Regions from separate parts of the Mus musculus genome. Here regions 2, 3, 4, 5, 6 and 7 are each linked to region 1. A link is a contact called in public promoter capture Hi-C data. All regions are on one chromosome and are shown on one strand. Each heading gives the region's core, a stretch centred on a gene start, on an enhancer-like site or on the middle of the called end of the contact. The rest is flanking DNA. Distances are from core to core; before and after follow the strand shown.

Region 1 (4,202 bases), core at 1,278-3,777:
TTTCTTACATTAAGGGCAAGGCTGCTTGCTCCAGTAGAAAGGACAGGAGTTTTGGGGAGTACTGGAAAATGTGTGTTCTGGCAAACAATGATCAATGATCAGCAACCCAAATTAATGGTACAAATGAATGGTGGTGCCATAGAAGGTTTGGTGGATACAGAAGCTGATGTTAGTATACTGTGACAGTTTGTATATGCTTAGCCTAGTGAGTGACACTATTAGAAGGTGTGGCCCTGTTGGAGTAGGTGTGGTCTTGTTAGAATAGGTGTGTCACTGTGGGTGTGGGCTTCAATACCCTCATCCTAGCTGCCTGGAAGCCACTATTCTGCTAGCAGCCTTCAGATGAAGATGTAGAACTCTCAGTTCCTCCTGCACCATGCCTGCCTGGATACTGCCATGTTCCCACCTTGATCATAATGGACTGAACCTCTGAACCTGTAAGCCAGCCTCAATTAAAAGTTGTCCTTATAAGAGTTGCCTTGGTCATAGGGTTTGTTCATAGCAATAAAATGTTAACTAAGACATATACTTTCCCAAAAGTTTTGGAATCCAGATTGGCCACTTCAGAAGGTTTACACACAATTTATAGGAATCGGTAAGTTATCACGAATAAGACAAAGTGTCCAATGGATTACCTGTGTGAGACCAGAAGGGCAAACAGGTAAGTTGAGACCTTATGTGGCTGATCTACTCATAAACTTATGGGGAAGGGATCTTTTACAACAGTGGGGTACTAAAATAAATATTTCTGCAGTTCTAGGGACAGCATATGAGGAAGCCAGGTGTGATATGGGAGATGTTCCTGGGGAAGGTATTAATACAGGTGATCAAAAAAGTCAAAAGCTGTGCCCATGATCCAAAACAGGACATCATAGCAACTGAATTTCCAAACTTATAAAAGTGGACACTGCTGATGCACCAACAACCTTGCCTCTAAAATGGTTATTAAACAGACTAGTATGGCAGATGGCCCACAACAATAACAACAACAACAACAAATTGCAGGCGCTTGGACAACTGGTATAAGAGCAGCTGGAGGCTCAACATGTAGAAGAGTCTACCAGCCCATGGAATTGTCCTTTGTGTTGTGAAAGAAAAGAAATCAGGTAAATGGAGGATGATAAAGGACTTAAGAGCAGTTAATACGGTACAATGAAGCAAAGATCAGCAAAGACTTGAAACCAGCAAAGCAATGCAAAGCTAGCTATACACTAGTCACTGTGGGTTGACTCCTATTTATACTCTCTCCAAATATCACATGGGTCTGCATCACCTGACATTTCCTTAAACTTCCACTTCAGGGTACACTACAGGAATGCAGTCACAGGATGGGCCAGAATTTTCAACAGGAGGAAAACAAGCCACATCTTGACAAAAGTAAAGGGATGTCAGGAAATCATAAGCTACAGGACAGAACTCGGGAATTAAAAAAAAAAAAAAGTGTGACACACACTAGGCTCTTGTAGATGCATATTCAACCATTTCAGAGATCATTTTGGCCCAACAGCCATAGCACCTATCAAGAAATCAGAGAAGCCTAGGGGCTTCCTATGCAATGGAAACACCAGACAAAAGTAGGGTGACTGTAGATAAGGACAGAGTCTACCCCCAGGATGTGACACAAGTCCCCTTGGCTGGAGTCACAAAGGTACAAAGTTGCCTCACCTATAGTGACTCTCCAATTAATCCCACACCACGGGGACACAAAAGCTATGGGTGCCTCAAACGAAAATACAATCCACCCCACACGGAAGCCTTAACAGGGAGAGCCAATCACAGTCACTGTTGCCCCCACCCTCACCTTACCTCTACCGAAATTAGAAAAGGTCCACTGGGAAGCAGTCACACCTCAGTCGGTCACCTCACACGCTCCCAAAGTTAGGCAAATGCTCACAAACACAAAAGCCCAGGGACCTCACACTCGAGGGACCTCACACTGGTAAAAAAAAAAAAAAAGCATGGCACAAAACGGTCACACAGACTCCAGCCACACACACAATGGATGCGATCATACTCACCAATCAAGGAATCCTCTCTGCCTCCATATCCCCTAGACTACCACCCAGACACATGATAACAATTCTACACAGCTCCGGATCTCCCGGAGTCAGCTTCATTGCACTGCACAGGATGGTGCATCCAAACCCTTGGCACCAAAGGCGTCTCATTATCCCTAAAGTTCTCCCCAAACCTGTCAGGAGTACCCTGCCCACTCCTTAAAAAAGGCTCCCAGGAGAGGGAAATACAACGCCTGGAAATGTCAGGGGCTGAAAGCTGTGGCCTGAACAACAGATACAAAGTGTTCGGCTATTCGTCGGAATCGTGAGGAAATCCCAGCGGTGAAAGACTTCATAGACCTAGATCAGGCTCCTCGACCCAGCACTATCTCAGCACTGCGAGTTTCCAGGGAACCGAGGTATTCTGGGAAATGTAGTTCAAGGCCGTGCTGGTGACCGGAGGCGCATGGCTCGAGTAGGCTGAGTCATCCAATCCCCAGGCGGAAATCTGTCTAAGGAGGCTGTTCCGAATTCGACTTCCTGCTGGAAGTTGGGGCCACAGACCGGAATGTAGGACCCCAGCGCTAAGACCAACCCAGCATTGGCAGTCTGACCAAGAGGAAGCCTCGTCCTGTAGGTGCAAGAGTACGCAATGACAGCCCTGAGCGTGTGTGAGAGAAAGCATAGGGAGGTTAGATTGCATGCGCGGCTGGATCTGGGAGGAGTTGGACGGCAGAGAAACTGCGAGGTAAGGAAAATGAGCGTGAGCAAGAGTTGGGCTCGAGCTGTGGCGCTTTGTGAGTGGAGCGAGCTGTTGTGGGGAGGAGACATTGTATGCGGATCGAATGGTTCTTGGGGATTGGGTCTCGACTGGATGGATCCCTGTACAGGAGTGGCTGAGATTATAGAGATAGCGGAAGCTTCCTAAATCTCATTTTCTTTTCAAATTACGATTAGTAAGTGCGGTCTTCTGGAGTGTCTGTGGGAGGGAAAATGTATAGCTGATAATAACTAATTAGCATTGTTATTTTTCTGTAAGTTAATTGTGCGGCGTAGGCAATCTACAGGCAATATAGCCGACTTTTTATTTTTAACACAGTGTTTTGTCAGTCGGGGTGGTTTTTTTTTGGGGGGGGGCGTTATTAACGCTCAGGGTACCCCAAGCAGACATCGTCCCTTCTCTAGAGAGTTCCTGAGGAGACACAGGTAAGGTTTGATTTTGAGGCTGGCTTGCAATTCTCTTTATAACCAAGGTTGACCTGAACTCCAGATCCTCTTGTCAAGTGGTTTCTGTTGGTTTGTTGTTTAGACAGGATCTTGCTGTTTAGCCCTGGTCACCCTTCAGAGGCCGTCCTCCTGACTTTCAAGGTCTGGGATAACAGGTGTGAACTACCATGCCCTGCTCCAGAAGGTGATAAACGGAAGTTTATTACAGAGAGCAGCATCACCATGATTAAAACAAGCTGCACACAGTACTTAAGAGCCAGTGGGACACAGCCATAGAGGTGTGTGTCCATATCAGCCAGAGTCAGTGGACACAGCCACAGCGGTGTGTGTTCATATCAGCCAGAGTCAGTGGACACAGCCGCAGCGGTGTGTGTCCATATCAGCCAGAGTCAGTGGACACAGCCGCAGCGGTGTGTGTCCATATCAGCCAGAGTCAGTGGACACAGCCACAGCGGTTTGTGTCCAGATCAGCCAGAGTCAGTGGACACAGCCGCAGCGGTGTGTGTCTATATCAGCCAGAGTCAGTGGACACGGCCACAGCGGTGTGTGTCCATAGCATCCAGAGTCAGTGGACACAGCCGCAACGGTGTGTGTCCAGATCAGCCAGATTTAGAAGGTAAATGTCATCTCATTTCTTTATCTGAATTAAATAGAAACCTCAGTACCATAAGCCTGCCCCATTCCCTTTCTGTTTTTGAGACAGGGCCTCTCTATGTAGCCCTGACTAGCCTAGGACTTACTATTTAAATACATACTCATAGTGAACTCAAAGATTCATCTGCCAATGCTGATATTTCAGTTGTGGGCCACCATGCCTGGCATGCATGTATATATGTACACATATATGTATACATATATATGTATCTATATGTGTGTATATACACACACACACACACACACATATGGTAGCATCATTAAAGACCAAGCACAGTTGTCAAGTGGTAGTTTTTGTTTTTGAGATAGGCTGTAGCTTACGCT
Region 2 (4,202 bases), core at 866-3,365, 2.0 Mb before region 1:
CTATGGGGGTGTGACATTATTCTAAACCTAACATTCAGCCAGATGGTGGTGCACACCTTAATTCTAGCACTTGGGAGGCAGAGGCAGGCAGATCTGAGTTCAAGGCCAGCTTGATCTACAGGGAAAGTTTTAGGACGGCCAAGGCCACACAGAGTAAACCTTGTGTCAAAAAAAAAAAAAAAACCCAAACAAACAAAAAGCAAAACAAAACAAAAACCAAGCCCAATCAACCAAAAGCAAAACCTAAGCAGCAACAACCAAAACCCCACATAAGAACATGATAGAGTATGGAAATCAGTGCTCATTGTGGAGAGGGGCGGCTCACTCACAGGATAGATGTGGAAGAGAAGAGGATGGGTGTGAAGTGAGGGTCCATCAGGAAGGGGGAAGGGAATGCAGGGATTTCTCAACACATGCCTACAGTCACCTTCAGAAGCAGGAGAGGAGAAAACTTGAAAAGAAACACAGATGCATCTTTGTGTGAGGAGGAGGAGGGAGAAGCTATGCACACACAGAGCAGGAGACAGAGGCAGAAAGAGCTGAGAGCTGAGACTGGGGATGTGGCCTGCAGCACCCCAGGAAGAATTCAAGTGACTGTAGCTAAGGAAACACTTATGGTGGACATTAATCTCTAGTTACGTATTCAGCGCCCCATGGCTCCTGTGGAGAAAACAGAGGGCAATTAACTGATTTTACTTCCATGAAGGATAAGGGGTAGCACTAAGAAAAGAACTGTGACACAGGAAAGATGGAGCAGACCGACCAGAATCACACTGTGGAGAGAAAGGAGGACGGAACACATTGGATGACAGAAGGCTAAGCATCTTTATAAATGATCCAAAAGCCGGTGAAACAAAACCCAAGCTTTGCAGAAGCAGTCACTTGGGTCTGTCTGGAGACTCCTTGCCTACCTCAGTAATCTGCTCGTGGGATAACTCAAAATAGATGGAGTCTTTAATATTTAAAAGTGCAATACAAAATATATGAAGTAATAGATGCCCCGCCAAGAAAAAAGGATAAAAGAGAAAGCTTTCCACAGCAACATCTTCAGGTAATGAGCGTTTCTCCCACAGGTGAGCGTACAGGAACAGTTCCCTTTCCAGATCCCCTCGTGTCATTAGAGCTTAAGTGTCTCCATTTTTATTGACTTCACTCAGAGTTGAGATGCTGTCCAAATCAGCTATGCTCTGTTGCTCTTGGAGGGTGTTGTTCTATCAGTTTTTTAAATTGACAACATTTGAATGTGTTGATTGATTTTGCTATCATTCCCTATTGTTCTAGCGGGACTTCCCCCCTCTTCATGTTTAAAGGTGTGCTATTTGAGTATACTCTGAGTTAATTTTGTTTATGTATTTATGTACTTATTTGTTTGAGACATTTGGGGTATCCTCTGAATTTTAGTTTATTTAGTCCTTTCAAGACAGTAGGAGTGTATTCTGAGTTTATTTTTAATTAATTTTTTTCAGACACCTCCTCTGCCTCCTTAGGGCGGTGACTAAAGGCATGTGCCACCATAATCTGAGTGTATTTTAGTTCTTAGACAGGGTTTCACTGGGTAGTCCTCGGTGGTCTCTTCTCACAGACATGCAGCTGGCTGTGCCTCCCCATCGCTGGGATAAAAGCCATTGCTACCACGCCCATGTTTACTGTCACTTGATGACTTGGCCTCTTTATTAATCTACCTCCATTTTATAATCGACCTGAGTTTTCTTTTGATCATGCGAAGATGGTTACTTTGAATCTGCTAGAGTATTTATCTTTAATATATTTTCTGTAGTTAACACATAGCTGGGTCTGACTTTTCAAATCTAAATGTGGCAAATTTTGGCGTTTAGACGATTTACAGTACTTTTAATGCGATTAGTTTTATTAAGAGGCTCGTCTAGCCTGCCTAACGGACACAGTTCTGTTGGTACATAGCGATACGGTCCTCAGTCACATTTTCTATCTAAAGCAGGGAATTCAGACTCCTCCGTCTTCTCTACAGGAGAAAGAAAATCAGTTACGCGGAGAACCGGAAGTACCTTTTGCTCAAAGGAGGGCGCCTCCCCTTTAAGCGCGCACCCACGTGGGCACTCCCACAAGCCACTGGACTCGGTTTTCTGATGGGCTGGCCCGAGTTGCACGCCGGGATCTCCGGGACGCTCCAGGCTTCTCCAGGGCTTTGCTTGTGACAACTGTGTTTTCCGGGACCACCGCGCCGGAAGTAGCGCATAGGCTTTTGGTTTATGTCTCCCCAGAGTAAGACCGGAGCCAGCGGGCTGGGAGGGGTGTGTACAGGCGGTGGGGTGGCTGTATGGTGTGTGTGTGTGTGTGTGTGTGTGTCTTTGAGTCTAACTGTATACACACCTTGAGCTCTCTGCATAATCTGTGTCTCTGTGCTTGTCGCTGTCTGCTCCTGCTTTCTCTCAGGGACACAGGGACTAAAGCAGAGGACCAAGCTTCAGTAAGGGGAGGTCAGGTGCGGGGTCTGAAGGGAAGCTTTCCCCGAGGCTCAGACTTGAGCTTAGGGCTATAATTTAAGGACGGGGGTGTCGTCTTGGAGGGAGGGTACTTGTTGAGTCCCCTGACTTTCTCAGAGCTGCAGCCATTGAGCATGCTCTCAGATATGGTCTGCGATCTCATGCTTACTCAGGCTTCCCTAGGTGGCCATTCCAAAGGAGGGCTGGAGAGGGATGTGGATTCAAGAATGAGTTTTCTGTTTCTGTTTGAAAAATGAGGTTTTAGTTTTAGAATATGGAATGGAAGTGAGGGAAGGAGGAACAGGCGAATTGATACCTCCACCATTGTGTCCCTTACATTGTCCCTGCCCTTTCCACTTAGTTTCAATGATCCGTGGCGTCTTCTCCCACAATCTCTACCTTTTCCTGAGATGTTGTAACTAGGAATTTCTAGAGGGTAGCGTTAGGGCTCTCAACTAAATCAATTTGTATCTTGATGGTGTCACACCTCAGATGGCCTTTGATCTTTACAGGCCTTCATTCGAAGCAAGGGAAGAATGTAGGCGATAGATGGTCTGGTCACCAGGGAGGATTTGGGGAGTGGGAAAGTAATAGCACTGAATTTGGCATCCTTGAGGACTAGGTATTTTGTGTGTGTGTGTGTGTGTGTGTGTGTGTGTGTGTGTGTAAAATGGGTAATGTTGGCCAGATGCAGATGAGCAATGCCATGTTTAAATATAGGGATGTGGATCTGTGGTATCCCGTTGGAGTCTTGGTTCTGTCCCCTCAGGCTCTCCAGGCCTGTCAGGAACCTTAGGATGCCTGTGGTGAAGTCTGTTAGCGCAGTGCCGCCATATCCTAAGGGCCTGGTGTGCTTTAGTTGTTGCTCTGTGAGGTCATTTTGGGTTCCTTACCTGGTTATTGCCGCTGGGACAGGGCCAGGGGATGTGGGCCACAAGCGTGGATGGCTGCTCCGGACCTAAGGCTGGTTTGTATAATCATGTACATTCCCTCTTTTAAGGAAAGTCCCCCCCTCTTAATGATAATGTCTCCGTGATAATCAAAGACAGCATGAGTCAAGGTGTGGCTAATGTCTCCACAAAATGGGACCTTCAGAACAGCACTTAAGGCTGTGGGAAAGAACTCTAAAAACATGGATTCAAAAACAAATAATTTCTCAAATAATGAGGATGCGGTATGAATTATATGAGGGGGCTTCAGGAAGAGCCAAGGCAGCTACAGTAGGAGCCAACTTGTCAGGAAACCACTAAGGGAGGAGGTAACGGGGATTAGGGAGTGGCAATTGTAGGAGATCCCACCCCGCTATGGTTTTTGTTTGTGCATTAAAGGGCAGATGGATTCCTGAGCTCAAGGTCAGCCGGGGACTCTTTAATTTAGGCCCACGAGTGGTATAAATGGTAATTTCCGTACAGGGTCCCACCCTGTTAGTTTATCTTTTGTGTAACTGCGGCAGGCAGATCTCTGAATTCTTTTGCAACTCTAAAAAGAAGGTTGTTTGTGTTTGCAGTCTCCTAAGAATTAAGGGGCAGGGTTGGGGGGGTGGGTTCCACTTGATGCTGATTCATTGGCTAGTCCAAAGGGAACCTGGAGTAAATGACTGGATTGATGTGTAAAATAAAAGACAAGGTTTTGATCTGCAAGAGATGAGTTATCCAGAGAAATTTTCTAGAACAGCAAGAGAGAACTTCTTGGAGAGCTGTCTCAAGCAGAAGAGAGAGAGAGAGTGAGAGAGTAGGTGCT
Region 3 (4,202 bases), core at 696-3,195, 2.0 Mb before region 1:
TTGGTTTTTGGTTTTTCGAGACAGTTTTCCTGTGTAGTACTGGTTGTCCTGTAACTCACTCTGTAGACCAGGCTGGCCTTGAACTCACAGACATTCTCCTGGCTCTGCCTCCCTAGGCCTTGGATTAAAGGCATGTGCCACCATAATCTGAGTGTATTTTAGTTCTTAGGGTTTCACTGGGTAGCCCTCGGTGGCCTCTTCTCACAGACATGCAGCTGGCTGTGCCTCCCCATTGCTGGGATAGAAGGCATTGCTACCACGCCCAGCCATGTTTACTGTCACTTGATGACTGACTTGCCCTCTTTATTATCACTGGCAATGTCCTTTGGCCCAAAATCTGCCTCGACTTTAAAATCAAATTTAGTCTCCTTTTGACTATGTGAGGATGGTCACTTTGAATCTGCTGGAGTATTTATCTTTAACATTTTTTCTGTAGTAAACACATGGCTGGGTCTGACTTGTTTTTCAATCTAATGTGACAAACCTATACTTCGGCGTTTAGATAATTTACATTTTACTGCGGTTACTTTTATTACTAGCGTGGTCTAGTCTCGTCAACATTTGTTTACTCACATTCTGGAAAATTCGTGTAAATACAGGAGACAACAAAAGTAGTTTTGAAAGTTCAATAGTGTCACGTTACAATAAATAGGGTTTTCTAAAAACACGTGTATGTTTTTGTTTAGGCTACCTGGACATGCTAGTCCTTCATCCACTCAGTCCAACATGATGTAAGTGACTGCCTAATGGGCACAGCTCTGTTGATGCATACCGATCTGGCTCTCACTCACATTCTCCCGTCTAGATAACAGATGCTATGGTCTGACTCCCCTGCTCCCCAGCATAGCTGCAGCCATTCTGTTCTATGCCTGCCAGCTATTTCACAGTGTTGCTGTAACATGCCTGCCAGTCACTGACATAGAGAAGTGACTGAGCTCAGGGACACGCTGGCCACATACCCTGTTTTGTTCTGTGTGCTCTCAATGATCTGTATGAGGTTTGCTTATCTTATTTCACAAAGCTGTATGTAGGACCCATTGAATCAAAGGTAAATAGCAACTGTTATGTCTAAAATATCTTGAGTAAAGCTGACCACTGGGCAGCTCTTCCTGTACCTGCATATGAGCTCAGTGTTTTTTTTTTTTTTTTTTTTTTTTTTTTTTTTTTTTTTTTTTTTGGGGCTGACATTGAAGAATGCTGCTAATAAGCCAAAAAGTTTTAATACTCATGTTCTGTTATCTCACTGTTCTGAAATTCCCCAGTTCACCACCCATCCACCCCCCACCTTACTCAGGTCCTATCAGCTTAAAGGTTGCTAAAAATATACTTTGCCTAGGAAGCCAACAGCTCCCCTCCCTGCCCTTTAAACGTTTGAACCTGGTTTCTCATATAAAAAGCCTACCCTGAGAGCAGACCAGTACTACAATTAGGCTCCCGAGTCCTTTTTGCAGTCCTGAACTCCAGTATTATGGTACGTGTTTAATACACTAGTCTTGCTTAACTGAGATTGGTGTATGTATATAAGGTTTGAGTGGCGACTTCCTGAACTCCAACACAGCGACAATGAACCCTGGGAGTGTCTAGAACTTCTGTTTCTCTCTGAAATCGCTAAACTACCCACGTTCAAACCCAACAATTCTTTAGTTCAGTCTTTTCCAATTTACCATAGTCCCCACCAGAGCACAGCGAGGTGGAATCCCACTCAGTCTCAAGCAAAGATACAGCCAATTACAGCCTGATTTGATCTTACTTCTTTTGAACTTTAAAACTTCAGTTTGTCTGTCAGCTCCACAGGAGAGAAAATCAGTTACTAGTAGAACCCGGAACTATTTTGATCACAGGAGGGAGCCTCCCCTTTAAAGTCGGGGAGTACCCCCCTCCCCCTGGGAACTCTCACAAGCCACAGGACGCAGCTCTCAAATGGGCTGGGCCAAGTTGCATGCTGGGATCTCTCTGGAGCCCTGGGCTTCTCGGATCTCCGGTAGCGAGGGCTGTAGTTTTCAGGGCCACCATGGCAAGAAGTAGTGGATAGGCTCTGGGTGTCCTGGTGCCGCTAATGCGGAAAGTCCGATCTTTCTGGTCGGAGGAAGAAATCTCTAGTTGGCTTCGGTCTCCACGTAAGGCGGGAACCAGCCGGCTGGGTGTGGATGTGGACCGCGGTGTGGGGTGGTTGTGTATTTATGTGTGGGGGGACGGTGCTGCTGCAGGTGGTGGTGGTGGTGGTGGTGGTGGTGGTGTGTGTGTGTGTCTGTCTGTCCGAGTGTGCACACTTTGAGCTCTCTGCATTATCTCTGTCACCCAGTGTCACCCGGCTTGTTGCTCTCTGCTCCTACTTTCTCCCCTGGCCACAGGGGCTGAAGCAGAGGACCAAGCTTCTGAGAGAAGAGTCCGCACTGAAGGGAAGCTTTCCCTGAGGCCCAGAGTTGAGCATGGGAGGAGCATTTCAGGCCGGAAGAGTCTCCAGGGTTGCTTAAGAGAGCAGGCAGCTACTTGTTGAGCCCCAGGACTTTCCCAGAGCCCTATCCTAGCCACGTGAGTGTTGACAGAGTAGCAGAAAGTGCTCCCTGAGGATGCTCTCAGATATAGTCTGGGATCTCGCGCTTATTCAGGCTCCGTGCCTCAGCCATTACAAAGGAGGGCTGAAGTAGAATAAGGACTTTATTGCTGCACATCAAAGATTAAAGAATGAGCTTGTGCTTTGTTTGAAAATGAGGTTTTAGTTTTAGAATATGGAATTGTCAGTAACTGAAGGAGGGACAGGCAAATTGATACCTCCACCATTGTGTCCCTTACATTGTCCCTTCCCTTTCCACTTAGTATTCGCATTATCCTTCCAATGACATCCCTTGACATCGTCTCTCTACAATCACTTCTTTTTCTGAACAAATTATAGATAGGAGTCTCCAGAGGTTAGCGTTAGGGCTTTTACATCCCGATCTGTTAAATTGGCGCCTATTTCAATGGCATCACTCATCCTATCTTTACAGGCCTGCCTCTCAAAGCAGCAGAAAACTGCAGGTGGTTGACTATGTCTGTTCACCATTTCAGCTGGGAAAGTGATAGCACTGAATTTGGCATCTTTGAGAGCTAGTGATTTTCTGAGTGTGTGTGTGTGTGTGTGTGTGTGTGTGTGTGTGTGTAATGGGTAACACTGGCCAGATCCAGATGAGCAATGCCGTCCGTGGCTGATAGTGGGTGTGGATCTGTGGTATCAGGTTGAAGTCTTGGTTCTGTCCCCTCAGGCTCTCCAGGCCTGTCAGGAACCTTAGGATGCCTGTGGTGAAGCCTGTTAGTGCAATGCCGCCATATCCTAAGGGCCTGGTGTGCTTTAGTTGTTGCTCTGTGAGGCCATCTTGGGTTCATTCCCCTCAGTGTTCTGCAGGACAAGGGAGTGTGAGAAACAATGCGATTGCTGGGCAGTGGTGGTGCACACCTTTGATCCTAGCACTTGGGAGGTAGAGGCAGGTGAATTTCTGAGTTCCAGGCCAGCCTGGTTTACAGAATGAGTTCCAGGACAGCCAGGGCTACACAGAGAAACCCTGTCTCTACAAAAAAAAAAAAAAAAAAGCGGCCCAGGTGCAGGGCGAGCTGGAGCTCAGGGTGGAAGATGGGTCCCTTCTGCTGGCCTCTTCTGGAGGAGTTCAAGGCAGACATGTTTGTGCCCTGCACTCCCACACTGCCCCCTTGGCCGTGGGTTGTCTGGGTTAGGGGGGGATTGGCTTTGTGTAGACTCCTGTGTGCTTCCAATTTGTGTGTGGGAGGCTGTGAGCGGTGGGAGGGGAGAGAGTGAGTGGGGAGGCTTGAGAAATAAATGTAGTCGATGACATCACAGTGACAGAAGTCAGCCTGGGAACATCAAGTCACAATGCAGTGAATGGCTTTCTTTTTGTCCCCCAGGAGAGGAAGCCTGAAGAAGAATGGCCAGCTCCAGTTCTCAACACATGGTCTGTGTAAGTTGACAGTTTTCTCTTTGACATAGGGTGACTTCAGGTTATGTGACTCCTGCCCTCTTTCCCTCTTGAAGCTTCCCAAGGATCCGGATTCCCCCAGCCCAGTCTGCCCCTTTCCAGTGAGGGCTGGCAGGTCTGAGCACTTCCTGTCTGTGCCTCTTCCCAGCGTGCACTGCGGTTGACTTTGAATGCGTTCCTCCACGTGTGCTCTCTGCTTGGTCTGTGCTCAGGGAGGACTGTCCCTGCAGTGGA
Region 4 (4,202 bases), core at 1,234-3,733, 1.9 Mb before region 1:
GCTTCCTCGGGGAAGTCATCTCCTCACACCCATGCATAGGGGAAACTCTCCAACAATTCATCACCAGGCTGACAACACCACAGATGTCAATCAGGTTTCCCAGGGCACTCAATGAGACCATCCCCTCAAAGCTCTGAAGCCCCCAAGGCCCCTGTTTCCCTGTGGGACTGACACCTCCACTGCAGGGACAGTCCTCCCTGAGCACAGACCAAGCAGAGAGCACACGTGGAGAAATGCATTCAAAGACAACCGCAGTGCACGCTGGGAAGAAGCACAGACAGGAAGTGCTCAGACCTGCCAGCCCTCACTGGAAAGGGGCAGACTGGGCTGGGGGAATCCGGATCCTTGGGAAGCTTCAAGAGGGAAAGAGGGCAGGAGTCACCTAACCTGAAGTCACTCTATGTCCAAGAGAGAAAAACAACTTACACAGACCATGTCTTGGGAACTAGAGCTGGCCATTCTTCTTCAGGCTTCCTCCCCTGGGGGACAAAAAGAAAGCCATTCACTGCATTGTGACTTGATGTTCCCAGGCTGACTTCTGTCACTGTGATGTCATCGACTACACTTATTTCTCAAGCCTCCCCACTCACTCTCTCCCCTCCCACCGCTCACAGCCTCCCACACACAAATTGGAAGCACACAGGAGTCTACACAAAGCTGATCACCTCCTAACCCAGACAACCCACGGCCAAGGGGGCAGTGTGGGAGTGCAGGGCACAAACATATCTGCCTTGAACTCCTCCAGAAGAGGCCAGCAGAAGGGATCCATCTTCCACCCTGAGCTCCAGCTCGCCCTGCACCTGGGCCGCTCCTCCTACTGTGCGCAGATCTCAGATCTTCCTACTGGAACCCCACCTATCAAGGCTCACAGGGGCTCACAGCATCCAGGTGGCCCCTCCTGTGTAAACTCAGGGCTGAAGCACAGCGAGGCTGGAGGGGCTGCAGCTGTGATGCTCAGGCAGCGTCCAGCATTCTGTGCCCACTGTTAGTGAATGGGACTGTGCACCATGGACCACTCTCCTGAGAACCTTCCCTCATCTATGATAACACTTATGTTGTCTCAAGCCATGATCCTTTATGAAGATAATTAGCTGTAAAACATCCTGTCACAGGAGGTGAGTATATGTTTCCCTCTTTCCATATTATGGGAGATTTTGAACAAAATAATGCTAAGTTTGTTCTGGGTGTCCTAGGTCTTTTGATCCTAGAACTGAGTTTCTCAACCTCCGCAGGGCTGACACAACTGTCCTGCCTTGGGCTCTGTGAGGACCACCTTGTGCTCTGTAAAATTATCACACTGAACACAATACAAATTTTAAAATTCTGCTCTTCATTATTACCTTCATTTCGTTTTCTCCTTGTTTTGAAACAGGTTCTCATTTTGTAGCACACCCCTCCTGGAACTTGCTATGTGGATCAAACTGATCCTTAATTTACAATGATCCTCCTGCTTCTGCCTCCCAAAATGCTGAGATTAAAATGTACACTGTACAGACTAGAGCTTATGAGTCATTTCCTTAAATATACAACCAGTATTTGCATTCTTTCTAACACTCCCTTGTCCTGCCATACCCTGCAGACAATGAACCCAAGATGAGCACTGTCTATAATGTGGGGAAAGGAAGTGATTTAGGGAGAAAAAGTCAAGGGTAATTGAAATGGTCATGTGAACACCAGGACCTAAGGGCAGGGACAACGTAAGGGCCACAGCGGTGGAGGTATGAATGTGTACGTTCACCTACCTGCATTTACTGACAATTCCATATTATAAAATTGAAAACTCATTTCTCAAACAGAAAAGAAGAGTACACTCATCCTTGACTCTTAGATGGGCAGCAATAATGATCCCATCCTTCTCAAGCCCTCCTTTTGACTGATGGCCTTCGCGGGGAGCCTGCGCAAGGATGAGATCCCCATCATGCTCTGGCAGCATCCGCACTGAGCACTTTCCTTCAGTTCCCTCAACACTCACACAGCTAGGGCTCTGAGAAAGTCATGGAATTCAACAAGTAACCACCCTCCTAGGTCACCCTCGGTGGCACTTTCAGCCCCAAATGCTCCTCCCAAGCTCAAGTCTGTACCTAGCCTGACCTCTCCTTACTGAAACTTAGTCCTCTGCTTTGGTTCCTGTGGTCGCGAGGGAAAGTTGGAGCAGAAAGCGACGCGCACAGAGCCCCAGATAATGCAGAGAGATCAAGGTGTGGACACACACACACACACACACTATCACATCAACAAACAGCGACCCTATACGACCGTCCGCACACGCCCACTCCCAGCCGGCTGCCTCAGGCCTTACTCCATGGAGACCGAAGCCAACCTGAAATTTCTTCCGCCGACCACAAAGATCGGACCTTCCGCATTAGCGGCACCAGAACACCAAAAGCCTATGCGCTAGTTTCGGCGTGGTGACCCTAAAAAATGCAGTTATCACCAGCAAAGCCCCCGTGAAGCCCGGCTCTTGGGGGCGGGGATGCCAGATCTGCGAGCGGAGCCCAGTGGTTTGTGGGAGTTCCCACGGGGGTGCGCGCTTAAAGGGGAGGCGCCCTCCTTTGAGTAAAAGTTACTTCCGGTTCTGCGGGGAACTGATTTTCTCGCCCTTAAAAAGGCAGGGATGCTCTAGATAGAAAATGTGACTGAGGACCACATGCTATGCAACAACCGTACTGTGTCTGTTAGACAGGCTAGACGATCCTCATAATAAAACTAGTCGCATTGAAAGTACTGTAATCGGTCTAAAAGCTAAAGTACAGGTTTGTCACATTAGATTTGAAAAGAGGTCAGACCCAGCTATCTGTTAACTTCAGAAAATATGTTAAAGATAAATACTCTAGCAGATTCAAAGTGACCATCTTTACATAATCAAAAGAAAACTCAAGTCGATTATAAAATGGAGGCAGATTTGGGGGCAAAGAACATTGCCAGTGATAATAAAGAGGCCAAGACATCAAGTGATAGTAAACATGGCTGGGCGTGGTAGCAATGGCTTTTATCCCAGCGATGGGGAGGTACAGCCAGCTGCATGTCTGTGAGAAGAGACCACCGAGGACTACCCAGTGAAACCCTGTCTAAGAACTAAAATACACTCAGATTATGGTGGCACATGCCTTTTACTCTTTTTGTGTCTGAGTTACCTCACTCAGGATATTTTCTAGTTGCACCCATTTGCCTGCAAAACTCATGATGTCCTCATTCTTAATAGCTAAATACTATCCCATTATGTAAATGACCCACATTTTCTGTATCCATTTTTCCATTGGGGGACATCTGGGTTGTTTCCAGCTTCTGGCTTTCACAGATAAGACCTCTATGAACACAGTGGATTTGTGGTATGGTGGGGCATCTTTTGGGTATATTCCAAGAGTGGTATAGCTGGGTCTTTGTGGTTGATCTATTTCCAAACTTCTGAGGATCCTCGAGATTGATTTCCAGAGTAGTTGTATCAGTTGGCAATCCCACCAACAATGTCTTAGAGCTCAGGCTCTAAGATCCAGAATTGATAAATGGGACCTCATAAAACTGGAAAGCTTCTGTAAGGCAAAGGACGTAGTCAGGACAAATCAGCAACCTATAGAGTGGGACAAAACTTCACTAACCCCACATCCTATAGAGGGTTAATATCCAAAATATATAAAGAACTCAAGAAGCTAAGCTTCAAAAATCCAAACAACCCAACCACAAAATAAGGTATAGAGCTAAACAGAGAATTCACAACAGAGGAATCCCAAATGATGGAGAAGCACTTAAAGAAATGTTCAAAGTCCTTAGTGATCAGGGAAATGCAAATCAAAATGACCTGAGATTCTACCTTACAACAATCAGAATGGCTAAGACAAAAAACTCCGGTGACAGCACTTGTTTCTACTGCACTTTTGAAACTTAAAGACTGTATCTATTTTTAAGATATCCCATAGGCTAATACTAGACCAGGAGTCCCCAGCTATATCTAGGTGACTGTTTCTGCAAAGCTTCCTGTTTTGTTATTCCACTGGCTTTTGGATCATTTATAAAGATGCTTAGCCTTCTGTCATGCCAATGTGTTCCGTCCTCCTTTCTCTCCACAGTGTGATTCTGGTCAGTCTGCTCCATCACAGTTCTTTTCTTAGTGCTACCCCTTATCCTTCATGGAAGTAAAATCAGATAATTGCCCTCCATTTTCTCCACAGGAGCTGTGTGGTGCTGAATACGTAACTAGAGATTAA
Region 5 (4,202 bases), core at 712-3,211, 1.8 Mb before region 1:
CAAGCTGCTACGCAAGTCACAGGGATCTCCTGCTTCTGCCTCCCAAATTCCAAGATTGAAGCCTAGCTTTTCTTTTTGAGCCGCTTTCTTAAACATCCACCAGCAATCGCATTGTTTCTCACACTCCCTTGTCCTGCAGAACACTGAGGGGAATGAACCCAAGATGGCCTCACAGAGAACAACTAAAGCACACCAGGCCCTTAGGATATGGTGGCACTGCACTAACAGGCTTCACCACAGGCATCCTAAGGTTCCTGACAGGCCTGGAGAGCCTGAGGGAACAGAACCAAGACTCCAACCCGATACCACAGATCCACACCCACTATCAGCCATGGCATTGCTCATCTGGACCTGGCCAACATTACCCATTACACACACACACACACACACACACACACACACACACACACACACAGAGTCAGAAAATCACTAGCTCTCAAAGATGCCAAATTCAGTGCTATCACTTTTCCACTCCCAAAGTTCTCAAGAGTGAACAGAAATCGTCTACCACCTACATTTTCCCCTGTACAGAACACCTATTAAACACATCCCATCTAACCTTAAGTGAATGAGACTCAAACTACCATATTTATTTATTAGGTTCTGTGCAATTACTGCGGGATGACCCTAATCTATATCTCTAAATGACAGTCTGGCGACTGGCTCGACTGCACTTCCCAAATCCTTGCTGTTTCAAACTTCCAGGGCTACTTCTGCTCCAGCCGTCTGGTGTCCCCGGGAGGCATATCACTCTGTCAGGAACGGTTGGTCCAGCTCTTGGAGACCTCCTGTTCTCTAGTCTTTTCCTCCCCTGTGCTCTGCCTCTGTTCTCTCTCCTCCCCTGGTGGTGCCTACTTGAGACCCACAGCTCAGTTACTCAAACTCTACCTCTCTCTATTCCTCTCAGGAACTGGCTGTGGCTAGTTTTATTTAAACTCAGGTTTTAAGCTGGGGAGCAAAGTTCACATAGCATCACTTGGAGTATGTGAGGATCTGCTCATGGCGAAGGGTGGGGGGGGGGGGACACCAGATCTTGGGAGCCAGTATTTAGCATTAAATACAAGCAGCACCAGCACCCCTGAAGTCCCCCTGCTTTGAAAGGAAGGTCTATAAAGATCAAAGTCCATCTGCTATGTGATGCCATGGATAGGAATTGGTTTGAGTTTGAGATTCCTAAGGTTAACCTCTGGAGATTCTTATCTATAAAGTCTAGGGGAAAGGTCTGATTATTGAGAGATATCAAGGATCACTGAAACAATAGTGAGAATACTAATTGGGAGGAGAACGAACAATGTAAGAGCCACAAAGTTGGAGCTATCAGTTTGTCTGTTACTCCTTCATTTACTGACAATTCTATAGTCTAAACCTAAAGCCTCGTTTCTCACACGGAGAGAAAGCACAAACTTCGCCCTTGAGTCTTAGCTGAGTAGCAATAAAGATCTCATGCTTCTCTAGCCCTCCTTTGGAATAATGGCCGAAATGGGGAGCCTGTGGGGAGCCCAAGGAAGCCTGAGATCCCAAACTAGATCTGAGAGCATCCTCAATGAGCACTTTCCCTCCCTTCCCGCAACACTCGCATTGCTACAGCTCAGGGAAACCTAGGGATCTTATCCCCCTAGGGGCCCCTCGGAGGCACTTCCGGCCTCAGCTACTCATGTACCTCAAAGGAAGCTTCCCTTCAGACTCTGCACCTGATCTTTCCTTGCTTCAGCCCCTGTGCCTGCAAGAGAAAGCAGGAGCAGAAAGCTACAAGCATAGTGACACAGGAGATGCAGAGTGCTCAAGGTGCGTATACATACAGAGAAACAGACACACACATCACCGCCCCTACACACTCACACAAATATCAACATCCATCCCACACCCACACCCAGCATGCTGGCTCCGATCTTACTCTGTGAGGACGTAGGCCATAGAGCGATTTCTTCCACCTACGAGAAAAACCTGACTTTTCAAGGGAGCGATACACGACACCGGAATTCGATCCGTTACTTCCGGTGCGGTGGACCCTGGGAAATGTAGTCCTTGCGGCGGAACTCCGGGAAGCCCAGAGCTCAGAGGTTCAGGGCGATCCGAGCTTGCTACTGGGACCAGCCCACCTGGGAGCTGCGCCTGGTGGTGTCAGGGGTTTTTCCAAAAAGGCACAGCCTTTAAAAGCTCCCGTGTGGTGCTCAAAAGGTACTTCCGCTTCTGCGCGCCACTGATTTTTCTCTTCCCTGGAGCGGACTGACAAGCAGAACAGGAAGTAAGATCAGAATGGGATATAAGTGACTTGAGTCCCACTGAGTGGGATTCCACCTCGCTGTGACCTGGTAGGGACTATGGTAAATTTGGAAAGACTAAACTAAAGAATTGTTGGTGTTAAACGTGGATAGTTTACATCAGCGATTTCAGACAGCCAGGTGTTCTGGACCCTCCCTGAGTTCAGGGTCCCTGTTACCTAGATAGAAAACGGTGAGTGAGGAACACATCAGAAAGTTTCAACTGAGTCGTGTCCGTTAGACAGTAATTTACCTCACGTTGAAGGATGAAAACAAGGAGGATTTGAAAACAAGTCAGACTCAACCGAGTATCAACTACAGAAAATATGTTAAAGTTCAGTACTCTAGAAGATTACGAGTGACCGTAATGAAGACTCAGGTTGATTTGATAATCGAGACAGACTGGGGACACAACATTGCCAGTGTAAATAAAGAGGCCAAGTCATCAAGTATAATAAACATGGCTGCGCGTGGTAAGACATGCCTTTTATCCCAGCAAAGGGGAGGCACAGCTCACTGCATGTGTGTGAGACTGAAGCCAGCTACAAGTATAGAGTGAAACCCTCCCTAAAAACTAAAATAAACTAAAAGTACTAATAGCGCAGCTTCAGGCACGAAGCAGGGGGAAAGCCTGGTAAGTAATAAGGTAGTAATAAGAATGACAGCCAGAAAATGGCCTAGTTGGCCGTCATTGGGAAGAGAGACCCCTTGGTCTTGCAAAGTTTATATGCCCCAGTACAGGGGAACGCCAGGGCCAAGAAGTGGGAGTGAGTGGGTAGGGGAGCAGGGCAGGGGGGAGGGTATAGGGAACTTTCAGGATAGCATTTGAAATGTAAATAAAGAAAATATCTAATAAATAAGAAAAGAAGCAGGGGGTGGGGGTGGGGGGAGATCAAATTGTGAGGGCTGGAGGGATGGCTCAGTGGTTAACAGCACTGACTGCTCTTCTGAAGGTCCTGAGTTCAAATCCCAGCAACCACATTGTAGCTCACAACCATCCCTAATGAGATCTGACGCCCTCTTATGGTGTGTCTGAAGACATCTACAGTGTAGTTACATACAATAATAATAAATCTTTAAAAAAAAAAAAAAAAGAAAGAAAGAAAGAAAAGAAAAAAAAAGAATGACATCCAAATCCACCATCACCTCAATAATTTTCAACCTCAATAATGAATAGAACAGACAGAAAAGCAATAGGGCATAATTGAATTAGAAAACATATCAAAATGGAGACAGTTAAAATGTAATGAAATCCAGACGCTTTGAAATTACTGCTTTCATTTACACACATGTAGCAGAAATGGTCCCTAGTCTCCTTCGAAGACCATACTTGTGTACAAGGCCCATTTTTTACTCTACACACAAAAAAAATGATTTCTGTGAGCACATCTGTTGGTTAAGTTTCTCTTCAAGTATAGACTGATGTCTTTTTGTTATTCATTCTTGGAGGCAATGTTGTTTCAAAACAACTTCTTTGACCTCCATTTTACATTTACAAACCCTTGCCTTTCTTTTTTGTTTGTTTTTGTTGTTGTTTGTTTGTTGTTTTTTGTTTTTCAAGACAGGGTTTCTCTGTATAGCCCTGGCTGTCCTAGAACTCACTTTGTAGACCAGGCTGGCCTCCAACTCAGAAAGCTGCCTGCCTCTGCCTCCCGAGTGCTGGGATTAAAGGCATGCGCCACCACGCCCGGCTAACCCTTGCCTTTCTTGACCTCCCTAAATTAACCTATGTTCTGTTGTTTGTACAGTTTCCATATTGCAGTCTTCTGCTTGTTCCTGGGTTGTCTTTGAGACATTTACTCTGTTTTTATTAATGTTGGCACTACCTACTTGGTCTTAGGTTTATGCAACACTCCTCACAATGACAAGAGAAGGAAATGTTTATTGACATAAGTTATATATTCTGAGCTATAAGACAAGTCTCCAAAACAAAACAAAACA
Region 6 (4,202 bases), core at 1,090-3,589, 1.8 Mb before region 1:
TTTCAATGTGTTCCCAGCACAGTCCTGGTGTTCTCCACTCAACTGTGCTGTCCCCGAGTTGCCAGCCAGAGGACTAAGCCTCGTTCTGGCCCCCTCAGTCACTCACTCTCTCTACCCCACCTCCCTCTGCTCTCACCTAGCCCACCACCAAACCCTGCCCTCATTTGGAACTATCCCCTGCCTAAGTCTCCATATAAATTCCTGGTCAGCAGCCTCCATCTCCTTTCTCCAATCTACTCTCTACAGCAAGACTTGTGAGTGCAGCGGCCACCCAGACATCTTCCACAGCCTCAGCTCCCCACTGTCTGCCTCCAAATCCACCCCTCCAATCACACCACTATCTCAGGGAGCCCCACCGTCTTAAGTCTCACTTTCAAAGACACAGCCTTCATCTTGGATATTACTCTCCCTTCACTTCCTCAAAGCCCACCTGTCCAATCCCACATGGTTACACGACTTTATCTAGAGCCTTTATAAACACACGGCTCAGTCGAGCAGCAGGAAAAGACAGGTAAGACACCAGAATCGTCAGCTACTGTAAGAGCAGGGTATGGATTTATGTCACTAGCATCTGTTGTATGCTGAGTCCTCAACAGAGCCAAACGTCTTTACACACAACCGATGCTTCCAGACAGCAGCTCCATATCCAGCAGCAGTTGTGGCGTTAACTCAGGCGAGGGAAGTGACCACCAGTTTGTTCAACTCAAACAGACTAGAACCACAAACATCAAAGGTACTCCAACCCACATGGTAAATTTCTTCTTGTTTGGAGACAGGGTTTCTGTATGTACTCCGGGAAACATACTAGGTAGACCAGGCTGACCTCAAACACACAAAGATCCTCTTGTCCCTCCGCCTCCTCAAGTGCTGAGGTTAAAGGCGTACACCATCACACTTGGATGGTGAAACTACACGCACACACGTGAATTGAGAGGCAGAAAGAGACATTCAGAAAATAAAGTATGTATCCACTTCTGGATCGGTCAGTACTCTGGCCATTCTATCACCCTGCCTTGCTCCCAGCCTGCCTCACCACTCACCTGTGGTGGAGCCCACGATGGCTGTGTTCTGATCCACAGCTTCCAAGAACTGACCGATGACCAAGGGGATGCTCTGGATCCGCTTCACCTCCTCCTGGGCGTGGAGGAATTCCTTCTTCAGGTTCTTCTGCTCGTCCTTGATATACTCCTCCTGCACTTCCAGGAACTCCAGCTCCTGCTGCAGCTTCTGCACGCACAGGGAGGGCAAAGGGTTGGCTGCAGCCTTGCCGTACCACAGTGGGAGGTGGGGGGGGGGGCGTATGTGATGGGGGATGGGAGGTATGCAGGAGCCAGCTTAGGGTTGAACACACCTTGTAGCGGCTGTACAGGTCCTCCAGGTCTTCAGGTTCGGGTCCCAGAAAGGACAGGCCGGTCTGCGGCCGAGACACGGACAGTGCTGGAATCTCATCCTGTAGACGGTAAAGACAACTTGGTGTTGGAAGCAGAGAATCATCTCGTGAAATCAGCGAAAGCGTTCTTCCTATTTCGCCACCAAGTCACCTATGTCTCCAGTACCTGACATCATTCACTATCTCTCAATAGATACAGGAGCTGCTCAGTCCCCTATGTAGATTGCTAATAGTAGGCCCCTTAAACAAAACTCATCATGAAAGTTTTGCAGCAGCTCCATACCGAACCTTAGCATCCCAGTCCCCTCAAGAGGTTCTAAAAGTCCCATGGATTTTAAAGTCAGAGTCACATTCAGAGTCTCATTACCCAGTTCTTCCCCTCCCCCCCCCAAAAGCTTTCATGTCAGATTCCCAACTCACGTTAAAGCCAAAGGTCACTCAGCCAAACCACAACCAATACTTAACGCCTCACCGTTCACGTCCCAAGCACAGTGAGTCCACTGGTCCCTTGGCCACGAACATACCTAGGCCACGGGGCCCCCATACATCATCCTCCACCTGGTCCAGACCCCAAACCGAAAAGCTAGTAAGCACAGCTCTCCAGGCCTCGCAACCGTTCTGTCTGAAAAGTCTTTAAGTTCAACGCCACTTTCCTCCCGCTCTGCTTTTCTGAGCTTTGCCGCCCTCCTGACAACATGACTACCCCGCCAGGCCCCGGGACCACCCAAAGCTCGACACCGAGGCCTCTGAAACCACCCAGCCCAGAGCTGGGATCCTGAGAACCCCTCAGCACCCCACTCATGTCCAGCTCCCGCTAAGAAACCCAGATCCCCACTGCACCTGAATCTTTTCCACCAAAATGCCTATCTCCTCCATAGTGACCAAGCCGGCCTCAGTGCAGCCCGGCCAGTCACGGCTTCCGCTGACGCCAACGGAAGTCCTTCACATAGAGCATCTTGGGAAACGTAGTTTTTAAGGTACCGCTGCGGGTTGACCTGACGGGCCGGATAACAGGAAGGGCGGGAAACTCTTAGCCCTGGGCTCCGCCCCCAAGATGGGTTCCTGCGCTCTGCGCTCCAGGCGCGCGCGCGCGGACCCGCAAGGATGTTGCGCGTGCGCAGTAACTCTTGTTCTGGCGCCATCCTGCTTCGCGGCCCGTCGCGCGTTGTGAAGGTTTCTCCAGTAGATGGCGCGGCCGAGTTGCTCTTGAAGAAAAGTCTCCAGAGGATTGATTGATTGATTTTAATATTATCCACTTTTTTACTTTCTTGTCTTTACAAAGCCAGCCCCGAACTGAGAATATGAAGATTAATCAAGTCCTGTCCTAACTTGTTAAAAACTCCAGAGCTTTGTTAGAAGGAATTCGCAGACATAACTAAGTATAAGAAACGAGAGGCACTAAAGAAGCCTTTAGTTCCACAGAAGAATCTCTTGACCTTCTCTGGCCGCCACCTGAAGAGAGAAGCAGAGGTCACAGAACGGCGAGGAGCCAATCAGATCGTACCAAAGCTGGAGAAACCGAGGCAGCTGCGAATGCAGATCTTTGCGGAGTCCTGTCGAATCTTTTCTTCTCTGTCCTCTTCACATTATTTTTAGGGGCTGTCAAGATGGCCCAGTGCTGAAGAACACTTGTGGCTCTTCTACAGGACCCGAGTTCGGTTCCCAGCACCCAGGTGGGGCAGCTCACTAGCATCTGTAGGCAACTCCTTCGGTTTCTGCAGGCACCTGCACTCAAGCACACGTCCCCGCTAGCAGAAACACACTTACACATAATTAAACGTTTTGAAAGGATTTTATATTTAGTTACGTGTACATGTGTATATCGGAGTGCGAATTTGTGCACCTGGATTCAGTACATGCAGAAGCCAGAAAAGGGCATAGGAATCTGTGGCACTGGAGTTACAGACTGTGTGCGCCATCTTTTCAGCCTCCTGTTGAGTTTTGATTGTTGTTATGGCTCAGGAACTTTGATATGCTAAGCAAGCCCAGCTAAAATCCTTAGTATGTATTATATTCTCTTCTACAAAGAAGGAAGCTGGTGCCAAGCACTGAAGTCACTTGAGCAACTGGTAAAGCAGGGTTAGAACCTAGATCTGTATTCCTTGTACCAGGGATATACACTACCACACTTCATAACAGCTATAGTTTTTGTTAAGTAAACTTTTTATTGGGGCACAGATAGGTAGCAGGCACAAATCATTATTTTCTAGCTACATAATGCTGCACAAATTGAACGTCCTATCTGTTCTGTATGGTATGGAGAATCTACAGTAGCTCTCACACTGGCTAGCAGGTGGGTTCCTTCCCTCCATCAGTTGAAGAATTAAAAGACAGAAAAACAGTGACCACAAAGTAAAGGTGAAGTTTGTTGGCAGGCAATACAAATAGTTGAGAGAGGCAGCTCTCCAGCTATTAGGAGGCTGTGTTTTTCTTTGGTTTTAAGGTGTCCCGCTGGTGAGTTCCACGCCACCTGTTCTCTGTTGATCTAATGGTGCTTATGTAGCTCTTCTGTAGCAGGCCTATGTCTTGGTCCACTGACATGGAAATAACTGAATTGTTGCCTGGCTGAGGTAAGTGTGGGCACCCCAGCACTCTCTCCTCTCTGTGGTGTAACAGGTAAGAGATCTGCAGTACATTAGAGGGGAGTGGCATATGTCTCAGAGAAATGGAAATTTACTGATGGGGCAAAAGCCTACGGAAACTCACTACTGGAGGCAAAAAGCCATTTAAAACAAGTAGAAGCACCATATAGATGACTCCCCATCAAGGCAGCTGGAAGAATCCCCATGGAGAGTCCCGGGCGTCTTCTTGA
Region 7 (4,202 bases), core at 994-3,493, 1.6 Mb before region 1:
GTGGTGGGGGGTAAGACTGGAGGCAAGAGAGTCCCAGGAACCTGGTGGTGAAGGAGCACAGGCCCTGTTGGGAGGCTCTGGGGAGCTCTCTGCTGCCTTGTTTGTAGTAACCGCTGTCCCTTTTTTCCTTAGCAATGGTGGATGTCATCTTTGCCGATGTGGCCCAGCCAGACCAAACCCGAATTGTGGCCCTGAACGCCCACACCTTCCTGCGGAATGGAGGACACTTTGTGATTTCCATTAAGGTATGGGTCTTGCCATGTAAGGTTGAGTAACCCTAGAGTGTGGTGTGGGTGCTTTGTCTCTGTGGCTGAGCAGGTTATGGCGCCTTAGCCTATCTGACTTGTTTATTAGTCCTCCTTATGGCTGAAATAAAGACTGATAGCTGCTAAGCATTTGGAGCAGATTGTGGGGTACAATATTAACTGCAGCAGGTACATTTTTCAAAACATTTTAATTTTAAATAGGGAAAACTCTCGCGCATCCTCACCATGTTCAAAACTGGCCAACCTATTGCTACACTTGTTTTTGGGTTTTTTTTTTGTTTTGTTTTGTTTTTGTTTTTTCAAGACAGAGTTTTCTCTGTATAGCCCTGGCTGTCCTGGAACTCAACTCTGTAGACCAGGCTGCTATTGCTACATTTGTTCTGTTTTTGCCAGCTGGGCTTCCAGGATATGGAAGAAAATTCCTGACCTTAAACACTGCCTTAGATAAATGAAATAACCTGTTTCCAATGTGAGCCAAATTAAAACTTCTTTAATGAAGTTAGAAAATTGGGAAAGCCTGGGTCTCCAAATCTGTAACTTAGTCCTGACTCCTTTCTAGGCCAACTGCATTGACTCCACTGCGTCAGCAGAGGCTGTGTTTGCATCTGAAGTGAAGAAGATGCAGCAGGAGAACATGAAGCCGCAGGAGCAGCTGACGCTAGAGCCTTATGAGCGAGACCACGCCGTGGTTGTCGGTGTGTACAGGTGAGTGTCACAACAGACCTCTCCCTTACCTGTGGCCCTGAGAAGCCAAAAGTGGTTACAACTCGACCCCCTCTGATTTCCTCACAGGCCACCTCCCAAGGTGAAGAACTGAAACTCAGAGCTGTCTGGATTGAAGAGATGTGTGTTGTTACTGTTGCACGTGTGGCTTGTGATTTTTTGGGGGCGGGGGAGTTGTTTTGTTTTTCTATTAAAAGACTCATCTGTCTCCCCTGTCTGGTGCCTATTGCTAAGTGGCCTCGAGACGCATGCGCCCTTGATCAACTTTGTGTGCTTCGGGGGGTGGTGCCTGGAAAGTTTCATCCGGTCACATGGTGCATGCTCCATTGGTGGCTGCTCCGCACGTGCGCGGCTCAGCACCCTTAAGGCGCAGGCGCACTGTGCTCCGCTAGGTCACGTGAATGATGTGGGGGCGGAGCCGGGGCAGGGGGGCCGGTTTGTTGTGGTCGCCATTTTGCTGGTTGCATTACTGGGTAATCGGGGCCCTGGCTCGCCGCGTCCACCGGACACCCTCAGCCAGTGGGCAGGTCTGAGCTCGGGCTCCCCGAGCAGTTTGAATCCCCTTACCCACGCCCTCAGGTAAGGGTGCTGCGACGGGCGGGGCGGCACGCTTGGGTGGGGGGCAGGCCGGGAACCGCCCTGCCCGTCCCCGCGAGATTTAGCAAGGGAAAGGAGGGGGCTTTGGGCCGTTGCAGCGGAGTCCGGCTCTTCATAGCTGGATTCCTGGAAGAGGCTGAGCCCGAGGGAGCCGTCCTGAGAGGGAGTCGGGGAGGGGGCAGCCAGGCCCCACTCCCGCCCTTTGTTTGGGCTCGGCTGCGCTGGCCGCTTCGCTGTCGCCTAGCAACAGCTGCCCTGAGTGCTAATTGGTTAAGCTCTTGGCAGCAACAACCAATGGCGCGGTTGTTGCCATGGGAGGTGCGGCCTGCCGGGCTCTCTTGGGCCCCGCCCGCCGGGACTCCACTGGCCGGGGCGGGCCTGCCGGGTGGGGGGCGGGACGCCAGGGTCCCTGGGGGCGGGTGGCCACGCGGGGCGGGGCTGGGCCGTAGGGCGAGGGTTAACCCGCCCCTCCCCCGTCCACCTGCTGTCCCCTTCCCCCGCGTGCCCTGGTCTGACCCTCGTCCCCTCCTTTCCCCGCCCCTCCCCCTCGGTGGCAGTGGCGGCGGCTGCTGTTGTCACCCACCGGGCCGCCTGTCCCGCTTGCCCTCACCGCCGCGGGGCTGGCTAGGCTAGCCGGGCCGGGGACAGGCGGCCACCTCCTCATCGCCGCCGCCACCACCACCGCCGCCATGCTGGCCGCTCGCCCACCGCACTGGGGTCCCCATCGCGCTCCAGCCCCCCGTGGGCCCAGCGCCATCCCTGACCCGGGTAGGGGTGGGAGCTGTAAGAGCTGGTCCTAGTGTGGGAGGGCTCGGGAAGAGGTTGTTTATCTGTGAAGCCCCAATAAAGGGGACCTGGAGTGGCAAGACATAGCATAGAAGGGGATCTGACAAGGGGGAGGCTCCTAAGAAGGGGATTTTGTTCCGAAGGACACTTTTAGTGAGTGAAGTCTTGTGCGATATTTAGGGATTTGGCTGTCAGGCCCTTCTAGGAATAGGCTCAATTGTGGAATGACCCAGCGTAGAAATAGAGGAGCTAGCAAGGACCTCAGGGTAAAGAAGAAAAAGACCGTGACTCTTAGATGTTGAAAAATGACACCTCTCCCTTGTTTTCCTGAGGAGTAGGGGTCTTGGAGTAATGGGGGAATCCTAGTGGGATAAATATAGACTGCTTAAAAGAAGGATCTCTGGTTCCAGAGACCTCATATAGGGAGCAGGGAGCGGTCTTGGAGTATGGAGTCGGTCCCAGGGGAAAGTGCCGAGGTGGTTGAAACATCTATAGCTTGCATGTAAAGGAGTTCTCAGATAACCTTGGGTTTGCTGGGAGGTCCATAAGGACTGCTATGTTCTTTAGAATAGAAAGAAACTAGTGGGTAGACTGGGCTTGAAATTGGGCCCTTGGTGTTGAGGGAAGACGGTGTGAGGGCGGGGCCTTATCTGAGGGACTCAGGCTGGCCACCAGTAAAATTTTGAAGGACTGAGTTCTACTGCCCAGACTCTACACGGTTTCTGCCTTCTTTTGCTCTCCTAATTCCTGGCCTCTTTCTATCCCTCCTGCCCTGGCCTTGTACCCACCCTCTCCCACCCCTGTCTGGCTCTGATGGCTCCCTTTTACATCTCTGGATGTGATGCTTCATTCATTTTTTTTGGCTCCTCATTTGTTGAGAGACACGCTGTGCTAACCCACTTGCTACCCTTTCTGTTTGTACATGGCTACCTGGTGCTGGTGCTCTGCCCTGTCCCCTGTCTCCCCCTGGTCCTGCCCCTAACTCATACCCACCTCTTCTGACTGACCCTGACCTACATGCCTTCTTGTTCCATGTTGTCTTCCCACTTCCTACCTGCTCTCAGGTCTCAGCGGCGGTGGCAGCCGAGGTGCAGGATGCGAGAAGGCGCCCCCCGGCCGGGCTCCCGCTCCAGGCCTCACGCCCCTGCGGCCCTCTGAGCCCACCATGGCCGTCCCACCAGGCCATGGTCCTTTCTCTGGCTTTCCGGGGCCCCAGGAACACACACAGGTAGGCATTCAGCTGGCTTCTCACCTGCCTGAGGATTGAAGGGTCTCCAGACAAGAGCATGATTGTTGGAGGATCTCTGGGGACTTTGGAGGCCTCACAGTCCACCCTCATTCCTGCTGAGGACGGAATCCTTGAGCTTCTCCGTGGCCTGCCCTCTCACAGCATGGTTTTGAAGTGTAATGTGTGTCTTGGGTCAGAACTGTCACTGGCACAGAGCAGACAGGAACACAGGTCTGAAGGTTCACAACAAGAACGAGGTCTGGAGTAAGGGGCATGAGAGAGATGTCGAGGGGGGTGGAAATGAGAATAAGCTGAGACCAGGGAGACTAACCCAGTCCAGGAGCTTTGTAACTGGGCAGAAACACTCACTTGAGAGTGAGGACATGGATACAGGGAATTCATTGGCATGGTTCCCCATAATGGTGGTCTCAGGTGCAAAGATTCAGGGGTAAACACCCAGATATGGAGCAAAAGAGCTGACCTGGGGCAGAATGGAAGGCCAGAGGTAAATCACTCATTTCACATAATGAACAGATGAATGGGGAGCCCACACAGTGTGCTTGTGCTCTACAGGTGGGATCGGAGCTAGAGAAATGTAGGCA

What was found. Promoter capture Hi-C pulls out the DNA fragments that hold promoters and counts their contacts. Capture Hi-C pulls out chosen DNA fragments and counts their contacts.
Region 2: a contact with region 1 is called in a promoter capture Hi-C map of liver, with 6 times the contacts expected there. The contact joins the promoter of Zfp59 here to the promoter of Zfp790 in region 1. A contact is called at or near these places in 5 of 39 promoter capture datasets (the C10 cell line, cranial neural crest, hippocampal neurons and 1 more) and 2 of 115 datasets of contacts at active chromatin or transcription factors (astrocytes and embryonic forebrain).
Region 3: a contact with region 1 is called in a promoter capture Hi-C map of liver, with 5 times the contacts expected there. The contact joins the promoter of Zfp607a here to the promoter of Zfp790 in region 1. A contact is called at or near these places in 4 of 39 promoter capture datasets (the C10 cell line, cranial neural crest and liver).
Region 4: a promoter capture Hi-C map of liver shows a contact between it and region 1, with 6 times the contacts expected there. The contact joins the promoter of Zfp974 here to the promoter of Zfp790 in region 1. A contact is called at or near these places in 1 of 39 promoter capture datasets (liver), 1 of 115 datasets of contacts at active chromatin or transcription factors (astrocytes) and 2 of 9 other capture datasets (adipose tissue and liver).
Region 5: a promoter capture Hi-C map of liver shows a contact between it and region 1, with 7 times the contacts expected there. The contact joins the promoter of Zfp780b here to the promoter of Zfp790 in region 1. A contact is called at or near these places in 4 of 39 promoter capture datasets (the C10 cell line, cranial neural crest, hippocampal neurons and 1 more), 1 of 484 Hi-C or Micro-C datasets (B cells), 2 of 115 datasets of contacts at active chromatin or transcription factors (large pre-B cells and microglia) and 2 of 9 other capture datasets (adipose tissue and liver).
Region 6: a contact with region 1 is called in a promoter capture Hi-C map of liver, with 4 times the contacts expected there. The contact joins the promoter of Psmc4 here to the promoter of Zfp790 in region 1. A contact is called at or near these places in 8 of 39 promoter capture datasets (the C10 cell line, cranial neural crest, hematopoietic stem and progenitor cells and 4 more), 1 of 115 datasets of contacts at active chromatin or transcription factors (astrocytes) and 3 of 9 other capture datasets (adipose tissue, liver and macrophages).
Region 7: a contact with region 1 is called in a promoter capture Hi-C map of adipose tissue, with 3 times the contacts expected there. The contact joins the promoter of Dyrk1b here to the promoter of Zfp790 in region 1. A contact is called at or near these places in 7 of 39 promoter capture datasets (cranial neural crest, hippocampal neurons, liver and 3 more), 1 of 484 Hi-C or Micro-C datasets (CD8 T cells), 3 of 115 datasets of contacts at active chromatin or transcription factors (large pre-B cells, microglia and thymic regulatory T cells) and 2 of 9 other capture datasets (adipose tissue and liver).

What each region holds. Positions count from the first base shown.
Region 1 is chr7:29,813,545-29,817,746 of GRCm38.p6, forward strand. Zfp790 (zinc finger protein 790) reads left to right here and starts at 2,528. Exons shown (of 5, transcript NM_146185.2): 1 at 2,528-2,745.
Region 2 is chr7:27,836,469-27,840,670 of GRCm38.p6, forward strand. Zfp59 (zinc finger protein 59) reads left to right here and starts at 2,116. Exons shown (of 5, transcript NM_011762.3): 1 at 2,116-2,241.
Region 3 is chr7:27,858,640-27,862,841 of GRCm38.p6, forward strand. It overlaps Zfp607a (zinc finger protein 607A), which reads left to right and starts at 1,946. Exons shown (of 5, transcript NM_001024726.2): 1 at 1,946-2,117; 2 at 3,898-3,950. The coding sequence starts at 3,918.
Region 4 is chr7:27,926,975-27,931,176 of GRCm38.p6, forward strand. It overlaps Zfp974 (zinc finger protein 974), which reads right to left and starts at 2,484. Exons shown (of 5, transcript NM_001374027.1): 1 at 2,321-2,484; 2 at 427-479. The coding sequence starts at 459. It overlaps Gm26891 (a long non-coding RNA gene), which reads left to right. Exons shown (of 2, transcript XR_881914.3): 1 at 1-1,115; 2 at 1,373-1,500.
Region 5 is chr7:27,977,196-27,981,397 of GRCm38.p6, forward strand. Zfp780b (zinc finger protein 780B) reads right to left here and starts at 1,962. Exons shown (of 6, transcript NM_001081021.1): 1 at 1,895-1,962.
Region 6 is chr7:28,047,753-28,051,954 of GRCm38.p6, forward strand. It overlaps Psmc4 (proteasome (prosome, macropain) 26S subunit, ATPase, 4), which reads right to left and starts at 2,340. Exons shown (of 11, transcript NM_011874.2): 1 at 2,231-2,340; 2 at 1,352-1,450; 3 at 1,041-1,227. The coding sequence starts at 2,266.
Region 7 is chr7:28,178,073-28,182,274 of GRCm38.p6, forward strand. Dyrk1b (dual-specificity tyrosine-(Y)-phosphorylation regulated kinase 1b) reads left to right here and starts at 2,244. Exons shown (of 11, transcript NM_001271370.1): 1 at 2,244-2,354; 2 at 3,437-3,600. The coding sequence starts at 2,276. It overlaps Fbl (fibrillarin), which reads left to right. Exons shown (of 9, transcript NM_007991.3): 7 at 133-245; 8 at 826-971; 9 at 1,059-1,197. The coding sequence ends at 1,083.